Linked DNA regions of Ovis aries: region 2 is linked to region 1. Evidence: chromatin contacts called from public Hi-C data. All regions are on one chromosome and are shown on one strand. The core of a region is the stretch at or near the end of the contact, and the rest is flanking DNA. Distances in the headings are between cores, read along the strand shown. Region 1 holds the start of SLC12A9 (solute carrier family 12 member 9). Region 2 holds the start of NYAP1 (neuronal tyrosine phosphorylated phosphoinositide-3-kinase adaptor 1).

Region 1 (3,780 bases), core at 37-2,536:
GGTCAGACGGCGGCTCACCCCTCCCGCCCCTCCCATCCCTCCCACCCCGACCGGTCATCAGTTACCTCAGGGTAGAGCTAAGCCCAAGGCCCCTGGGGGCCCCTCCCCCAAGCCCTTCATTCACCAGCTTCTCCCAGGGCCCTTCCCCAACCTCATTCCAGTCCCACCCTCGAGTAAACCAGCGCCAACTCACCAATCCTCAAGAAAACCACTATACTGAACATGGACAGGACCGTGGGCACCACCACACCCAGGAAGGTGGAGAGTTTCCGGGCCGGTGCCCCTCCAGGACCTCCGGCCCCATTGGCAGGGAAGGAAACCCCCTCCTCCCCCAGGAGCCGGTAGGCCAGCAGAGGAGAGTTCTCACTGGCCATGGTCCAGAGGAAGCTACCAACGGGTTACAAGGCCTGCAAAGAGTTTGCTGAGTGAAAGCAGCTCTGTGGAGACCCCACAAAACACCTCTAATCAAACACCCAGAAACTGCCTCCAAAAGGAAACACACACACACACTCACACGTTCACCAGCAACTCCAAGAGTTAATGGGGGGGGGGGCGAGGGGCGGGGAGCAGGCTGACTCTGGCCACTGCCCCACCAATGCAGGCTCCAAGCCTCAGGACTGGGTACGAAGGCCCCTCCCAGCTCCTGGGGCCACCCCTTTCCCCCATATCCCTGAGAGGAGGGATGGCAGCAGCTCTGGAAAGGTGCAAAGATCCTCCACCTCCTTAACTAGCAGCACAAGAGGAAGCAAATCCCTCAAAGGGGAAGTGAGTTATGGACAGGAGGCCCTCCTCACCCCGGGGTCCTGAGCTGCCCCCCAAGATCCTCCATGCAATCACCTCATCCCCGGGCAATAGGAAACTTCTCAATCTTCCAAAGCCCCGCCCTCCATCAACCCTCTTCCCTCAGCCCATCTCAGACAGCCTCCTCTCTCTTTAACCTCACCAGATTCCTCCCACCCACACAAGGCATCCCCCAAACTCTACCGTCCCCGCCACTCCCCGACGACCAAAACAAAAACATCATCGCCGGCCGCACAAGGTGGTCCTCCTTCCTGCACCGGTTCCTCCCCACTTTCTCCCCGGGGCGGGTTGGAGCGGGCCGAGATTCGCTTCTCCCCGACCAGGCGCACTCTCACAGCCCGGGTGTGGCAGCGCGCTCACTTACCCACTGGAGGACGCAGTCGCTCGGGGGTGATCCCCGACAGCGGGAGGGGTCTGCTACTGGCTGAGGGGGCGCGGGGGCCGGAAAAGACAGCTGCGGCTACCGGGATGCCAGGCCCGGAGCCTGCCCCCCACCCGCACACACGCGCCCCATTGGTCCCCGGGCCCGGCCCCGCCCCCTGGGCGCGCCCGGGGGAAGCCCCGCCCCACCGGGCTCACGCTGGCAGCGCGGCTCCCCACCCCACGTGCGATCGGGGTGCAGCCAGGGGTAGCCCCTCAGACGCACGTCTCCGGCACGGCGTTGGCCACAGCTCCCACTGCACCCATCACCCTGGTGCAAACGAGCGCCCGCCGCGTGGGCGGGACCCCACTCGGAGCTGGGCGGTGACGCTGCTGAAAGGGGCGTGTCCTGACGGCGAAAGGCCTCCGGCAGGTGGGCGGGGCCACGAAACCTGGCCCAGGTGCGCCGCTCGGAAGGCTGGGCCCTGTCGGCCTACGCCTTAAGGGGTCCGCCTCTTCCAGCCTCCCGGATCCCGGTCCAGTGCACCACGTTCCAGCCCCAGCCCTCACCCCTGCGGCGCCCTCCCCTAGCGCCGGGTCCAGCCCACCGGCTGCTCTCCTCGCTTCCACCACCTGAGGGCGCCATTGGCTGCCGATCCGGGCCCTGGAGGCGCTGGCCTTGGTTGGTTCAGTCTCGTTCCCCGCCCGCTCTCGTGGTTCCCAGCAAGGTTGCCCCCTCCAGCAATGATTACAGGACTTGTGAACCTTCAGGAGTCAGGATTCCCCTCCTAACTCTTTAAGGCCTTCCCAGGTGGCTCAGCGATATAGAATCCGCCTGCAATGCAGGAGAGGGAGACGCGGATTCAATCCCTGGGACGGGAAGATCCCCTGGAGAAAGAAATGGAAGATTCCCTGTAGATGAAAATGGCAACCCACTCCAGTATTCTTGCTGGGGAAATCCCATGGACAAGAAAAGCCTGGCAGGCTGCAGTCCGTGGGCTTGCAAGAGTCAGACACCACTTAGTGACTAAACCACCACCGCCCACCTTAACTCTTGACAGGTATGGTCAACATTGGCACTACCTGGTGACATCCCATTCGTCCACTGTAGATAGACCCTCCTGCATAAGGTTGCTGTGCGAGTTCAATAAACTTGAATAGGCACTTGAGAACAATACTGAAATGCTCAATAAACTATCTGCATACCATACTGTATTAAATATGCATAAGCACTTTGTGAGGTGGATCCTGCTGTGACTTCCATTTTTCACAATAGGAAATTGAAGCTTGGAGAACTTCAGTAATAATTTCCTAACTTTCATAGAGGCCTTTGTGGTTACACTGTCATTTGAGCCTCAGGAAATGAACACTGCTTTTCCTGCCACTGGGCTTTGGCTGTAAATTAGCTGTAACGTTTCCCTAAGAGAGGAAGAGATTCAAACCGGTGCGAATGTGGCTTTGCCAGGGAGCGGTCTCTCGAGTAGTAAATGCATTTTCATCAGTCATCCCTGCTACCCACGACACAGAGCTTGACTCCAGGGTCTCTCTCACATCCCTCCTATTACAATTTTTGGTGATTTCAATATCCGCATTGATGAGACCTCCAACACTCTAGGCTGGCACTTGCTTAAACTCCACTTCTGCATAGATCTCACTCTCCATCCCACCCAATGGTAATGCCTAGACTTTATCATTACCAATAACTGGATCCTTTCCTCTGTTAGTCCATCACTTCTAGTTATGCCTGTTGAGGAAAAATATTAATCTGACACTTAGTAAAACAGTAGGAAAGACTTTATTCAGGGCTACTGCAATAGGTATCAAGACACAGAAGGGGAGAAAGAATGTGCTCAACTCGAAACAGAGCAGAGAAACCTGGGGATTTATAGTCAACTAGCAGAATGAGGGGGTCAGTGGATGGAAAATTACTAAGAAGCAGCACCAAGCATAGGGGAATTCTAGCTAAAGAGGCTTAACAGGATCCTTGCTGAAGGAAGGCCAGGGTGATCAATTATGAAGGATGGATGGATTCTCTCTGAACTGGGCTAGACATGCCCAGCAAGGATGAGGGCCAAGGTGGAGGCCAAGTCCAGAAGAGATTTCAGAGGAACTTGACTGAAGTTTGATGAAGAAGAGGGTCCTTGTTATGCCCTGACCCCAGCAATCCTCAACCTCACTGGACCCCCAATTCGTTGATCCTGCCCTCTGCCCACTGCCCTCCACTTACTTCCCTCGTTACCCAGCTTAAAGTTCACAGTCAGTGAAAAGCACTGCCTTACCCCTCGCTCCCTTTATAACACCCTCCGGCAAAATCACAGCCCTGGTAAATGCAACTATCCTCCAGTCTCCTTCGCTGGCTCCTCCTCTTCTCATTTCAACTCTGGAGCACCCCTAGGTGTTGGAGAAACAGCCAAGAGGCCCCATTGATCAGAGGCTCCATTGAGCACTAGAAGCTCAGTCCACAGACTTCTTTTAACCACTTACACCCACTCCCTTGGTGATCTCATCTAATCTCCTCTTTTGAAATACCTGCTCTATAGGAGTGCCGAAACCGTGTATCTCCAGCCCAGATCTCTACTCTGAACTTCGGATTGTATGTACTTCCAAGAACATGCTTAC
Region 2 (3,871 bases), core at 992-3,491, 270 kb after region 1:
TGCAGTGATAGCTCTGATTAATCTAATTAACAACAAGAATTAAACTCCACAGTTTCGAGGGGGGAGAAGGGAGCAAGGAGGTGGCTCTGACTCAGGCTCCAAGAGGCTGTGCCATCAACGGGAGTGAAGAAGAGAAGGGAGCAAGACGGAAGAGGCCAGGCGCCAGGTCCCTGGGGGGACAAGGGGAGGGGGCAAGCAGTGTGTGGGGGGTGTCAGTTCCAAGCCTTGCCTCTTCTGCAGGGCCCAGCCTGCATGTCCCCCACTACACACACACACACACACACAATCCTGTCACTGGAAAGGGGCCAAGTGGATTGTTTCTGGTGCCCCTCAAATGACTCCATCCTGGACCATGAGGGCAGCAGGGCCTGCCCCTTCCAAGGTCAGGTGACAGGGGAACCAAGAGCCAGCCCCATACTGTCAGAGAGGAGATCACAGGCCAGAGGTGATCAGGAGGGAGTGACCTGGGCCTCTGGGGATGGGGAAAAGCCAACAGGGGGCCCCTGAGCCAGAAGCCCCCTCAGAGGCCAGGGCAGGGGCTGGAGCCAGGAGCCATGAGCAAGACAGAGACAGGGCGTGTGCAATTCCAGCAATTCTGTACTGAGCACAGACTCTGAGATCAGACTGATGACCAGGCTGCTGGGCTCAGGAAGGGCAGAGAGGGATGTGGCCCGGCCGGGTTGGGGTGGGGGAGAGAGGACGTGGGACAGGAGAGGGGGCGCTCTGGGGCTGCAGCCTTACCTCCTCTTGGCCTCCTCTTCCTTGTGCTGCCTCCACTCCAGCTTGGTTTTTCGGTAGAGGAGGTTCATGTCGTGGGGCAGGAGGTGGGGGCTGGGGGGCCCTGCTCAGTGCCACCAGGCCCGGGGGGCGACCCTCCCTGGGTCCCGGATCCACTTGGTGGAGAGGGGAAAGGAAAAAAAGAAATATGTGGGGTGGGTCGGGGCCAGGAATGAATGAGAGAGAGAGAAAGGAGCAGAGATGTGACTCGGGTCCTCAGAGAGAGGAAAACAGATGCAGGCACAGAAAACCCAACTCCGCCTCCAGGACCCACAGACAGACAGACATGTATAGAGTCACACACCCTGACAAAGGTGTCAGAGCCACACACACACTCTGGAGTGATCAGACTGATACAGCTCCCCATCCTGTAAATCCAGCCTGATCCACCACTCAGACAGGCCCCACAGACCTACAGCAGCCCTGCAGGCACACAAACACACACTCAGACGCACAAACCACCGGGTCACGGCCCCATCTCTACAAACAGAGGACCAGACACACAAACTGACATAGGTAAACACAACCTAGATCAGCCAGACACAGAGACATAAACACCCCGACACACCCACAGCACACACAGACCTCCAGATACACACAGATCGGCTGCACCGAACTGGACGTACCTATAGACAAGGAGTTATGCCGGGGCCTACTTGTCTACACTGCACCCGGCTGGGGAAGGGGGAGACAGTCAGACTCCCTACCCCTTCTTGGGACCTGAGGCTGGGGTGGGGGGGGTTGTCATGGGGGTAGGGCGGGGACGCTGGAGAAAGGGTGGAGGCACTCTGAGTTGGGCACCTACAAGACCACCCATCCATGTCTCTCCATTCCCTGACGACCCCCTCGCCAGACCTGTGCCTGGGCCCGGGCTTCTATCCACCCCTATTCCTGTACCCTGGCCCCTCAGCGGCCGTCCCCGCCTCCCTCGCTGATGGCCCAAATCACCTTCCTCCTCCAGGATCTGGGAGGCTCCCGGCTTCCTTCTCCCAGTCTCCGCCCCTCCCTCTCACCCGGGGGTCTCCAGTCTGGCCCCATAGCTGCCTTCGGAGCGGCGGCCTCCATACCTGCTCCGGTTTCCCTTCCCCCAAACACACTCTCCTCTGCGCCTTCAGCCTCGCCTCTCCTCCTGGGCGCCCCTCCTCACTGCCGTCCTCTCCCTCCCCTGTCTGTTCCAAACCTGGTCGGCTTCACCCCCTCTCCATCCGAAGGCCCCAGGTTCCCGGGCACCCCTCCCCTTCCCCTTGTCCTGCTACCCTGGGTTTCTCCGTCTCTTGCCCCGCCACTCCTCCCTACCTCTTGTCCCCCCATCCCACCTCCCGGCACCAAGCCTCCCCAATTTTTACATCACCGTACCTGGCCTGCCGGGCGCCGGCCCCCCCATGCCGGGCTCCGCCCGGAGCTGGAGGAGGGAGGAGGAGAGACAGAGACCAGGGGGAGCCGAACAGGGCCCTGCCGCAGAGACAGCCCCGCCTCCGGGTCCGCCCCCAGACCCGCCCCCGGCCCCAAACCCACCCTTCCACACCCTCCAAGGACGGAGTGGGAGCGGCGCGGCCGCGCTGTGCTGCTAGGCTGGGGTGGTGGGGGGCATGGAGCCAGCAGAGCCCGCGGGGGGCAGTCGGAGATTTGGGGGACCTGAAGCCAGCCCGCCCCGCTTTGGGGCGTCCGCTCCTCGCCGCCCCTCGCCCCTGCCCGGCCGGGCCGCGCTGAGTTCGATGTCCAAGGCCCCGGCAGAGCAATCGGGGGTGCGGGGTGCCGCGCGCAGCGGCGCCCCCCAGCGGCGGCCCGGGGCCTGCACACACGCGCGTACCCCGTGCGCCCGGCGCTCGCCGGGTGCGCACCCCGCGTCCGGCCGGGGCGAGGCTGCGGCTGCGGGGCCCGGAGTGCAGTGAGGCGGCGAGGCCGGCAGGTGGGGCCGGTTTCCGGGCGGAGGGGCTCTGAGAGTCGGCAGCCGGACCATCCGCGTCTTTGTCCAGCAGGGGGCGTGCTCCCTTGTCCGCGCGGCGTCTTCCAGCCGCCCCCCAGGTACAGGGAGGGCAGTGAGGCTGTTTCGCTGGGTGCTCATCGCCTTATCCCTGCAGCTTCCCAGGAGTCCAGACCTTGTTTCACCGCCTGGGCTAACGTCTTCTGCCCATCCGCCCCCATGGCCCAAGTCATCCTCCCAGTAACCTTTGACTCCACCAAATCATGACTACAGCTTTGTAGGTCGTAAATTGCCCCACATTTAATAGAAGGCATTATAAATGCCCCTGGGAGAGTTAACTCATCAAAATACGTAACTATGGTTTCATATTTACACATCTTGGTGTGAATGAACTTTTATCTATTCACTCAACAAACATTTCCACAAAGACCATCAATGTCCCTGGGACTGTAGACACGGAGGAGCCCAAGTCGATGCAGTGTCTGAGGTGGTGGGAAGGGGAGGATTCAAAGATAAGTTTGAATAGTTTGTAGCTAGTCATCGCGGAAGGAAGGAGGCTCTGGGGGCGGAGCCGCGGGGCTGTGCTGTGAATTTTGCCAGAGGGGAGAGAGTGGGGTGAGGGGTTGTGTGGGAGGCTGCTTCCTGGACCTCACCACTTGGGAGGCCTCGGGATCTGGCTGTGGTAGCCGTTGTTGCCGTGAAGAGAGAGAGGAGTGCAGATGCATGTTAACAAAGAGATAAAAAAGAAATATATAAACTGGGGGGAAGGGGTTTAGGTTTGTTTTTGCTTAAAGGGTGGTTAAAATTTTCCATGAGCTAACCTGAGGAAGGAAGGACGGGTCAGCTAGTCTCAATGGCATCAAATGCTAACTCGGAGGCCTTGGGCAAGTAACCCAAGCCTCAGTTTCCTCAGCTTAGACACTGGAGCTCAAAACCCACCCCATGTCTGCCCTGGGCTGTTTTGAGAATCCATGAGCTAATTATGCGAAATGGACAACTTTGAAGAATTTTAGTATGCTTGGAAAGAGTTCCATCTGACGAACCCGGGAGTGACAGCAGATGTGGTCATTAAACCCTGCTTTTGCTGAAACAGTTCGCTTCAGAATGTTGCCAAGCATATGAAAGTGTGTTAGTGGCTCAGTCTTGTCAAGCACACAGTAGGCACTTAAT

Evidence for each region. A called contact is a pair of places that touch in the nucleus more often than the background predicts.
Region 2: a contact with region 1 is called in a Hi-C map of liver, with 2.6 times the contacts expected there. The contact joins the promoter of NYAP1 here to the promoter of SLC12A9 in region 1. A contact is called at or near these places in 5 of 16 Hi-C or Micro-C datasets (blood, hypothalamus, liver and 2 more).

The regions. Positions count from the first base shown.
Region 1 is chr24:36,230,092-36,233,871 of ARS-UI_Ramb_v3.0, forward strand. It overlaps SLC12A9 (solute carrier family 12 member 9), which reads right to left and starts at 1,287. Exons shown (of 14, transcript XM_042240197.1): 1 at 1,166-1,287; 2 at 194-407. The coding sequence starts at 374.
Region 2 is chr24:36,502,966-36,506,836 of ARS-UI_Ramb_v3.0, forward strand. It overlaps NYAP1 (neuronal tyrosine phosphorylated phosphoinositide-3-kinase adaptor 1), which reads right to left and starts at 2,242. Exons shown (of 7, transcript XM_042240222.2): 1 at 2,134-2,242; 2 at 742-893. The coding sequence starts at 809.